3 separate regions of the Mus musculus genome follow, and all the other regions are linked to region 3. Evidence: chromatin contacts called from public Hi-C data. All regions are on one chromosome and are shown on one strand. Each heading gives the region's core, a stretch centred on a gene start, on an enhancer-like site or on the middle of the called end of the contact. The rest is flanking DNA. Distances are from core to core; before and after follow the strand shown.

Evidence for each region. A called contact is a pair of places that touch in the nucleus more often than the background predicts.
Region 1: a contact with region 3 is called in a Hi-C map of liver, with 2.0 times the contacts expected there. The contact joins two enhancer-like sites. A contact is called at or near these places in 4 of 484 Hi-C or Micro-C datasets (Sertoli cells and liver) and 2 of 115 datasets of contacts at active chromatin or transcription factors (astrocytes and double positive thymocytes).
Region 2: a Hi-C map of liver shows a contact between it and region 3, with 4 times the contacts expected there. The contact joins two enhancer-like sites. A contact is called at or near these places in 4 of 484 Hi-C or Micro-C datasets (bone marrow-derived macrophages and liver) and 4 of 115 datasets of contacts at active chromatin or transcription factors (astrocytes, embryonic basal ganglia, embryonic stem cells and 1 more).

Annotation. Positions count from the first base shown.
Region 1 is chr5:99,338,648-99,341,349 of GRCm38.p6, forward strand. The region is part of intron 3 of A930011G23Rik (RIKEN cDNA A930011G23 gene); the gene reads right to left. Among named protein-coding and RNA genes, the nearest start is that of Gm35314, 27 kb to the right of the region's middle. Within about 2 kb of position 1,339, at least 105 of the 459 cell types and tissues checked have an H3K27ac peak or open chromatin away from gene starts, as enhancers often do. A contact at or near this core is called in liver, where this site is marked.
Region 2 is chr5:99,282,288-99,285,139 of GRCm38.p6, forward strand. No RefSeq gene overlaps it. Among named protein-coding and RNA genes, the nearest start is that of Gm35394, 13 kb to the left of the region's middle. Within about 2 kb of position 1,539, at least 21 of the 459 cell types and tissues checked have an H3K27ac peak or open chromatin away from gene starts, as enhancers often do. A contact at or near this core is called in liver, where this site is marked.
Region 3 is chr5:99,525,551-99,528,532 of GRCm38.p6, forward strand. The region is part of intron 2 of A930011G23Rik (RIKEN cDNA A930011G23 gene); the gene reads right to left. Among named protein-coding and RNA genes, the nearest start is that of Gm35253, 16 kb to the left of the region's middle. Within about 2 kb of position 1,626, at least 21 of the 459 cell types and tissues checked have an H3K27ac peak or open chromatin away from gene starts, as enhancers often do. A contact at or near this core is called in liver, where this site is marked.

The DNA.
Region 1 (2,702 bases), core at 89-2,588, 190 kb before region 3:
TAGAATTTTTTGGAAGTAATAAATGTGTTTTGATATGGGAGAATGAATCTACCCTTCCTTTCTGTAACTGTTTTTGCTACGGTTTATGTTCATAAAGTCACAATTGCCCAGGATTTCCTCAATTTATGTTGAAAGTATTTCATTATTCCTGAATGCACCTAGGCATCTTAGTTAAAAAGACCAAAGATAAGGATATAAAGAAGACAAAATTAGTTCTCAGCATCCCATGACCCTGCAAAGTTAACACACTGAAACCGAGACGGACAGCCACGGTGGCTGGAGTTCGGGTGTCCAGACGGACAACCATGAAGGCTGAAGTTCAGGTGACCATCTTTCTCTTGTACTGACTCAGAACCTGTTCCTCTTGTCCTGCCCATGGCTTTGTATGCTCAGCTATTTACTATTCAATTAGAGATTATCAGAGGGGACATAAAGGGTGGAACACCCGCTGCTGATAGCATGGTAAGGAACAGGACAGAAAGGTATAAAGTGAAACTCAAGAGAAAAAATTATTTACATAAAACACTCAAGATATCCTAGCACTTCAAAAGGCAAGTTGTTGACCTTACTAAATGACTCCCACAGGAAGTTTTAGGGTAAACTTTTTAATTTTATTTTTCTATTTTCTCATTTTTTTCTCAGCACTTGAGAACAGCTTCTTCTTTTGTAAGTAGCAAGCAAGCCTCAGGGTCAATCTATTAATAATTCCTCTATAGGCTAACAACATATAGACAAAAGGTAACAGCAGCCTGGGGCAAGATTGTGACTAAGTTTTCCCATCTTTGTTTTCTAGGGATGTTGGTCACAGTATCCACTGTAGGCTAATTAGTGTCTTACTGTAACAAATCAGGAAATTACTCCTGGAAAGCCAGCTCTGTCACTGCCTCATGTGACACTCGGGTACCCCTTGTGTGGCACCAGTAGATCCATGGTCAGGTATCCTCAGATTTTCAGAGTCTGGGTTAAAGCATAGAAGCTGGGGTGGATGTCCTTTTAGGAGATTCCCATGGCTTTTACAAACTGCTAACACAGAATCCTGAAACTTTCTGTCATCACGGGGTAAATTGCATTTCCTCAAAATGAATTTTAAGAGGATCCTGCAGTCAGAACCCAGCTGGGTGTATTCTGCACTACAGGTCACGGCATTCGCTCCTCTTCCTCCCCTGTCTCTCATATTTCCCGCGCCAGTGTGTCTCCTGTGAGTTTCGTTTTTGCTAACATCGGTCCTGATTTGCTCTGCCCTCAGATTTTCCATTTCCCCAATGAGTCTGGAGGTTGTTCTGCGAACTCCCTGCCTCCTACAGCTACTTGGCTACAGTTCGGTGGGTGGGGTGCCTCTTGTCAAGGACTGTCTGGGTCAGAAGTGCCTGGACTGACGTTTGTTGGAGAGACAGACGTGCTGTCTCCAGCTGCAAGGCCATGAGATAAAGCGCTCTTTCAGCGCCCGTTCTCCTCCTCACTGGATAAAGGAACATAGAAGCAAGCGGCTTCATTTCTGCCTCTCTCTCACCCATGAACGTGCTGCACTCTCTGATTTCGGGTTGGAAGACTGGGACTGAAGGTTAAGGACAACTGTCATTGACACCAGCAAATCACCCAGAAAAAGGCCTACCCCCGTAAGAAGTCTCATCACAGTCAAAATATGCTTGATATCTTGTCAAAGTGGCACGTCCCACTCCATTTCTCAGCCTTACTGAATTTCTGTTCTCAAAGTTTCCTTGCCATCTCTCTTGGAGTCAAATTCAGCAATCTTTCAGTGACTGTTTCAGTCTCTCTCCCCCTTTCCACTCATCCTCAGCATCTGGCTTTTGGAGCCTGTACCAGTTCCAACGCCCCCACTCTCTTTCCCACACTCTCCCCGTTTTTCCCTTCACTGCCCCCACCCCTCTTGTCTCCTCTCATTTGAATCTTTCCCCTGTTCTTTTTGGCACTCTGCACAGGACCCTGAGTGTCTCTGTCCCTCCCGTTCTGTTTATCTTTCTTTTCTTCCAAAACTAAGTCCAGGGAGGAGGGAGGGCAGATGGCAGTTCCTGCCTATGACATTTCTGTCTTTTCGCTTTAACAAAAATAATCATTGCCCAGTAAGACTGGTTCATACTCATGAAAAGATAAATGTTTGCAAAAGGATGGGAAATGGGACAAAAAGTACTTATTTACTGAGCCTGGCGTTAAAATCTGAAACTGAAGCCAAGAGGAGACTGTCCTTTTAATTGATAAGAAAGAAGCCAGCGCTGTGAAGCTCAGGGTTATTGTTCTGCAGGTCTGTTGCCCTGTCTGCGCTAGTGAGAAGTTTTCACCCAATATTGGGTAGTTTATCACCTATCTGTATGATTTTTGCTTTTTAAAATGATTACATAATTTCAAACTGAGCATTGCGGTGCACACCTTTAATCCTAGCGCTCTGCATGCAGAGGCAGGCTGATCTCTACCAGCCTGGGCCTGATCTACAAAGCAAAAACTAACTAAAAGTCATTACATAGTTTTCATAATAGCCTAAGAAGAGTGTAGAAGAAAATTAAAATACATAAAGATATGGCGTGGAAAGTGAGTCTCTAATCTACCCAAATTCTAGACTACTTTCTTAGATGGAAACATCCATATTCATAATGAACCTCTTAATATATATGCAATGCATGTTGGCATTTGGTCTGGGCTGTGCCCCACAGTGACCTGGCTACAGCCAGGTGTGCCTGGCTCACTAT
Region 2 (2,852 bases), core at 289-2,788, 240 kb before region 3:
ACACATATATACACACACTCATAAACACTCACATGTGTACACATACACACACATACAAACACTTGCGTACACATATATACATTCACACACACCATACATGCATGAGTGCACTTTAAAGAGGGAGAAAACAACTTATACTTCCCAATATGCACATATAGATATACTCATGTAAATATACAAAACAAACACAGATGGAAACTAAAATTTTTATATCTGATTTAAGAGGGTCTATATGCCATCTAAAGGAATATAAAAGAGTCTATATACCTTGTAAATGTAGCTGTGAGTTTGAGACTTATGGATATGGTATGGACTCAGTATTAGCTGCTTTTAAAAAAGAATCCCACATCCATATGTATATGTGAAATTTTCATTTCACACAAAATGACTCAATATAGTTGTTAAGTACACAGAGCTTAGAAGCACATCTGTAGATTGCCCATATGATCTGATGATCTGAGGGATGCAGCGTGTAACTTCTAGAAGATGAACATTAAATGATTACTCTCTGTACAGTAAAATATTTGGGTTTGGATATAATTTTTCAGATAATTCCATTCAGTGCAAAGAAACCAACATACATAATAAGTCCCTTCTTGCATATTTCTGTTTCCAGAAGTCAACAATTACCCTGATGAGCTGTGATGGAGTTTGCTGTTTCTTATTCTTGGAAGTCAGCTGACTGCTCCAAAGCACACATAGAGAAGGATGAGTTCTACTGTGCTGACTGAGACAGTAGAGACAAGGTATGTACCTACAAGATACAATGTTCTACTGTGCTGACTGAGACAAGGTATGTACTTACAAGATACAATGCTCCCCACACTTGCCTACAAAATACAGTACCCCCAACACTTTTCAGGACTGCACTGAAAAGTGAGGACGTTAACCAGAATATGGACATTAGTCCACAAAGTTATTGCCTTCAAATAATTTTAAAAGAGCAGAAAGAACTTAGAAGAAATCGCTTTGTTTTGGGGAAATTTTCATAGGCTCCAGATAAGCTTCCCAGTCACAAAATATGCTTCAGAGAAGAGCGGGTTGGGGGCCATCAGCGGCTGAAAGCATTAAGTCACCAGTCTTTAAATTAACTTGTCCTAGTCCCTATCTGAGCCAACAACGGGAGGTGGGGTGGGAGGGAGAGAACTCTTCCTTTGATATCAAAAGTCAAACAAATGTTAAATTTTATTTTTGAATGACAGACTCCCACATTAACTCCTACCCCAAAACTAGCAACTATAAATTTAGTCCATTTGTGAAACCCAAGGTTTTTCTGGAGTGTGAGACAATTCAGATCTCTGTGCCTTGCTCATCACAGAAGCTGTCTCCTGTACTGTGACATCCATCTTGATGGGAAATAGATATGTTAAGAAAGGGGTAAGTCATTTAGAATCAGATGATTCTGGGGGTCCCCAATGATATAAATAGGCTTGTTCAGAATCGACCAAAGGGAGTCAAGTTACTGATATCACGTCCCACCACATCTGTGTGTCCTACAGTCATACCTCATCAAATAGTTGCTCAATACATAGCTGTTCTCACAGTATTGTGCAAGTATTGGCTCTGAGGTCAGACCCACTTGAGAGGCTGGCAGCCTTGGTGGCGTGCTGTACAAGTTTCTATGGTTTTATTCTACTTATTCCTCTAAGCTTCCAGTTCTAAAGAATGAAGGAACTCCATCAAGTGAATGAATATTAAAAGATGCCTAAATTCCCATCCACCCTAGACACTACTGCTCAAAATACTATGTCAAGAAACATCAATGAGGACCTACAGAAAGAGACAAAAACAATTACTCTACCAAAATGATGGATGTTTCAGGGACTGGCCAAACAAACAAACAAACCTCTTCTATTACCAAGAAAAGTTGTTCAATGGAAGTCGTAAAACGTAGAGCCTGAGAGATGCACAACCCAGGATATATTGGTGAAGTATGCTAAGCTCTTTGAGGAGCAGATTCTAAAACAAAACTGTCCTTCTGGGAGTGAAAACTCATCTCCAATGACTTTTCTTACTCATCACTCTCTTCCTTCCCCATGACCTCACGACTCCTAACCCCAAACACTACAGTGGCCCCAGATGGTAAATAAATATATCTCATCTTGCAGATCTTATTATTTTAAAGGTGAATATATTTCAGTCATAAAACTTGGAATGTCTTCATTTGAGATAATAGATTGGCCAAATTTAAGAACGCATAAACCTGTAAGCAGAACTTTCGTAACCAAGTCCCCTGAGATCATAGTGTTCCCAGGGTATTACGTCATCTCCACTGGGTCAACACTACAGTTGACTTGAGTGGCAGAAGTCCAAAGCACACAGCTATGCTGGTTTGTGTATTTTATGATGCTGAAGGTGTGACTTCTCTTGAAGATAGCACCCTAGAATGGAACTTCCAAGGGTGTTTATTTAGTCGTGTGTTCATTTGTTCGTTCGTTCATTCTTTCGTTTACTATGTTACATTCACCTTATTTAAAAGGGTGATAAAGACACCTGTTTGGAGAGTTATGGAAGTCTGCTAGGCTGCTTTTGTAGAAGACAAAGAGCATGAACTTTAATTGAGATAATGGTAATATTTCATGGCAGATTACTGCATTCTGTTCAAATCCCTGCTGTTGTTCCAGTTAGAATCAATGGTCTTCTTTCTTACCAGTTCCCTCAAATGTATAGGTTGCTGTAACCTGCTAGGAATATACTAGATTTTCTTAATGAAGATAGATCTATATCACAGCAGTGGGGCAAGTGATACAGCAAACAGCTAATTCTTGCTTCATTAAGTCAAACCAAGTAATTCTTTTTAAATGAAGAAGCTCGCCCTGCTTTCCGGTAAATATTTGTTATCGAAGCAGCAG
Region 3 (2,982 bases), core at 376-2,875:
TGTGACTGTAAATAATTGTATATTTATTAGTGAACCACTGAATGGGCTCAGCAGTGTTTCAGTGTGAATCCACATTCCTCTGCATTTGCCTGAGTCTCTGTCTGGATCTCTATGTTCTCTCCCTGGAGGAGAGGGACATGCAATGTGAGCCTTTCCTCCTTGTTTTCTTAGAAGACTGACCCGGAGGATGCTCAAGGAGCCAGAACCTTGAGTGGTGCACTCACCAAGGACACCATGAAGTTAAAGCACCATGCTCACACATCAGAATGTTAACCTGATATACAGTCTTACCACCGACCTACCATCTGCTTTCCCAAGATAAGAAAGGCTGTGTCTCAAGAACCATTTCCAAGGCTGTGTCTGCATTCCTGAGAGCTAAGCAATGATCTAATTATATTATTATTACTCACTTAGTTTATTTTGGTTTTGTTTTAATTTTCGGGGTAAGCAGATTGGAAAGTAGGGGGACGAGTGATCACACTGTCTATTGTTTCCTGAAAGATCTCACTGTAGTCTGTTTCCCAGGGATGTGGTAATAATGGCTGCCCCACAGATCAGGGCAAAGAAAAGAGTAAAGACAGAAATCCGATTTTTCATAAGTAGGGGTTAGAGAGATGGCTCGGGCAGCTGAAGGCACTTGCTAATCTTGTAGACGAACCACATTTGGTTCTTAGAACCAACATGGAGGCTCAAAACTGTCTGTGACTCCAGGTGTGGGTGATTGGGTGCTGCCTTCTGTCCTCTGCGTGCACAGGGCACACAGAGGATATGCGTACAACATCCATGCAGGCACGTGTACATATGACAAAAAAATAAATCTTTATAAAGGAAGATATTCACAAATGAGCCTAGGTGTGTGGTATGCCAACCCTGTTCTTTCTCTTCCAATGTGATTCCTGGAAGAAACTAATTTGTCCATGATACATCTGTCCACTGTGGCTCTCGAAGGCCTTCTTTCCTGGACTTGGGTCATCACTGATCGACTAGGCTAAATATTCCGTCCAAAGCATCCACCCAGGCTTGAAACCAGGAGTCTCTCGACAAAGCTCAGCACTAATAACTTCAGGGTTGACAGACAGTCCACCACATGTTCTAGCCAGCAAAGGAAGATGGCCCCAAAGGAAATGAAGCCACTGAGCTGGAATCAGAGACCTGAAAATCCCAATGTCTACTCCTAGTCCCTTTCTGAAGCTGGACTACCTTCCCAACTCTCAGACCCATTCCTGGTGTCTTAGAAACAAGCCATGGTTGTTCATTAAACCTCTTGGAGTTAATTTCTACTCCCTTCAGCCCAGCCCCCATGCTGATACCACGAGGGTTTATTTTGGTTTGGGGAAGGATAAGGAGCCACACTGTCGCCTTTCTGGTCAGACACAGTCGTTGTAGAAATTACCTCTTTCCCATGGAGTCCTCTGAGCCGAGACTGGAATTTGGTACATTAGTCATACCTACATTCCACCATCTCTGTCACCTTCTTTACGGAGCAAAGTCCTGCATGAGTGGTGTTCTGAACAAATACATTGTTTGACAGGAGGCAGCCATGCCAAGGATCTAGGCCTTGAACTTAGGGGAAGTTGGCAAAGCTTTTCTCCTAGGTGAGGCTACAAAAGACAACGCCCTCTTCAGTCCCAAGCATGAGTGTTTACAAACGACTGACCAGTATGAGCTACAAGAACAACTGCAGAGGCCTCCTCCCAGATGTGCTGTGCAGAACAAACAGTCCGAGGTTCTCAGTCACTGAGGTGGCTGGTGCCGCCTTACCAGAGTGCACACAGTCCTTGTGTCTGTCCTTTCTTCAGATCCTCGACGCCCTTAGACAGGATCCCAGGACCAAACTCTGTGGGATGAGCTCTCTTCTAACTACAGCAAGCTGAAATGCACTAATCTTGAATGTAAAAAAAAAAAAAAGTATATACAACATTCTCTTTGCTAGAGCCTAGCAGATGTGCAGCTGGCCTCTGAGACGTGTATTTTTTTTAATAGGCCATAAAAGGATATCATCCCCGTTGATGGGATTCTGTAGCCTCCTGGGGGAGGAGTTGCACATCATGAATATGTAAGAAGAGAAAGAATGAGCATGAGGAATGCTTGCTGACTTCTTAATTTCATTTTTATTCCCATTTTCCTTCTTAATCTCCTTGTGCAGAGCGAAAACCCACACTGGTTCATTACCTATCTCTCCATCTCTACCACAAGTCCATGTCCATTCTGTCTGCCAATCCCATGGCACTTCCTGATCTCCCAATGCATCCACACATATGTCTATAATATTATATTCTAAACACATCATTTGATGTGCATTTTACCTCTCTCTCTCCCTCCCTTCCCCTCTCCTCCCTCCATCCCCCTCCCCTTCTTCCCCCTCCCTCTCTATCTCTTCCTCCCCTCACTATGTCCCCCTTCCCCTGTCCCTTCTATGTCCCCTTCATAACCACCAGGCTATATATTTCAAGAGGCTGGGACTCACTGCTATAGCCCCAGTGCCTCCATCATATGGACGGGTCCAGATCCATGCAACAGATCTTTTATATTTCCGGCTTCTATTTCCTTGACTAACTGTGACTGGTGCAGAAATTAACAGATTACAGAGACAACGAGGCCTGATATTAGGGGTCAGAGTTTATTGTCCCCAGGCATTTCTTTCCTAGCCTTTCTGTTCCGTGATTTTACAAGTAGCCATACAGACTAATGGGAACCTCAGAACCTTTCAGCACATCTAACCAACACTTCAAGTTTTCTCCAAGTTCTTCAAGAATGGTTTTCTAGATTGAATAAAAGTATACTCTTAATTCAAACCTCCATTCGACTATCTTCTTTCTTTGGAATGTTTTGGGACTTCCCTTTATTCCTGTTTTTCCCTTTATATATCTTGTGACATGGCATTTATTTATCTAGCCAATAACTTCAGTCATGAATGCCAATAAAACTTTGTTATAGCAACTTGAATATGGATACAATCTCTAAGACCTTTTTTTACTCTTT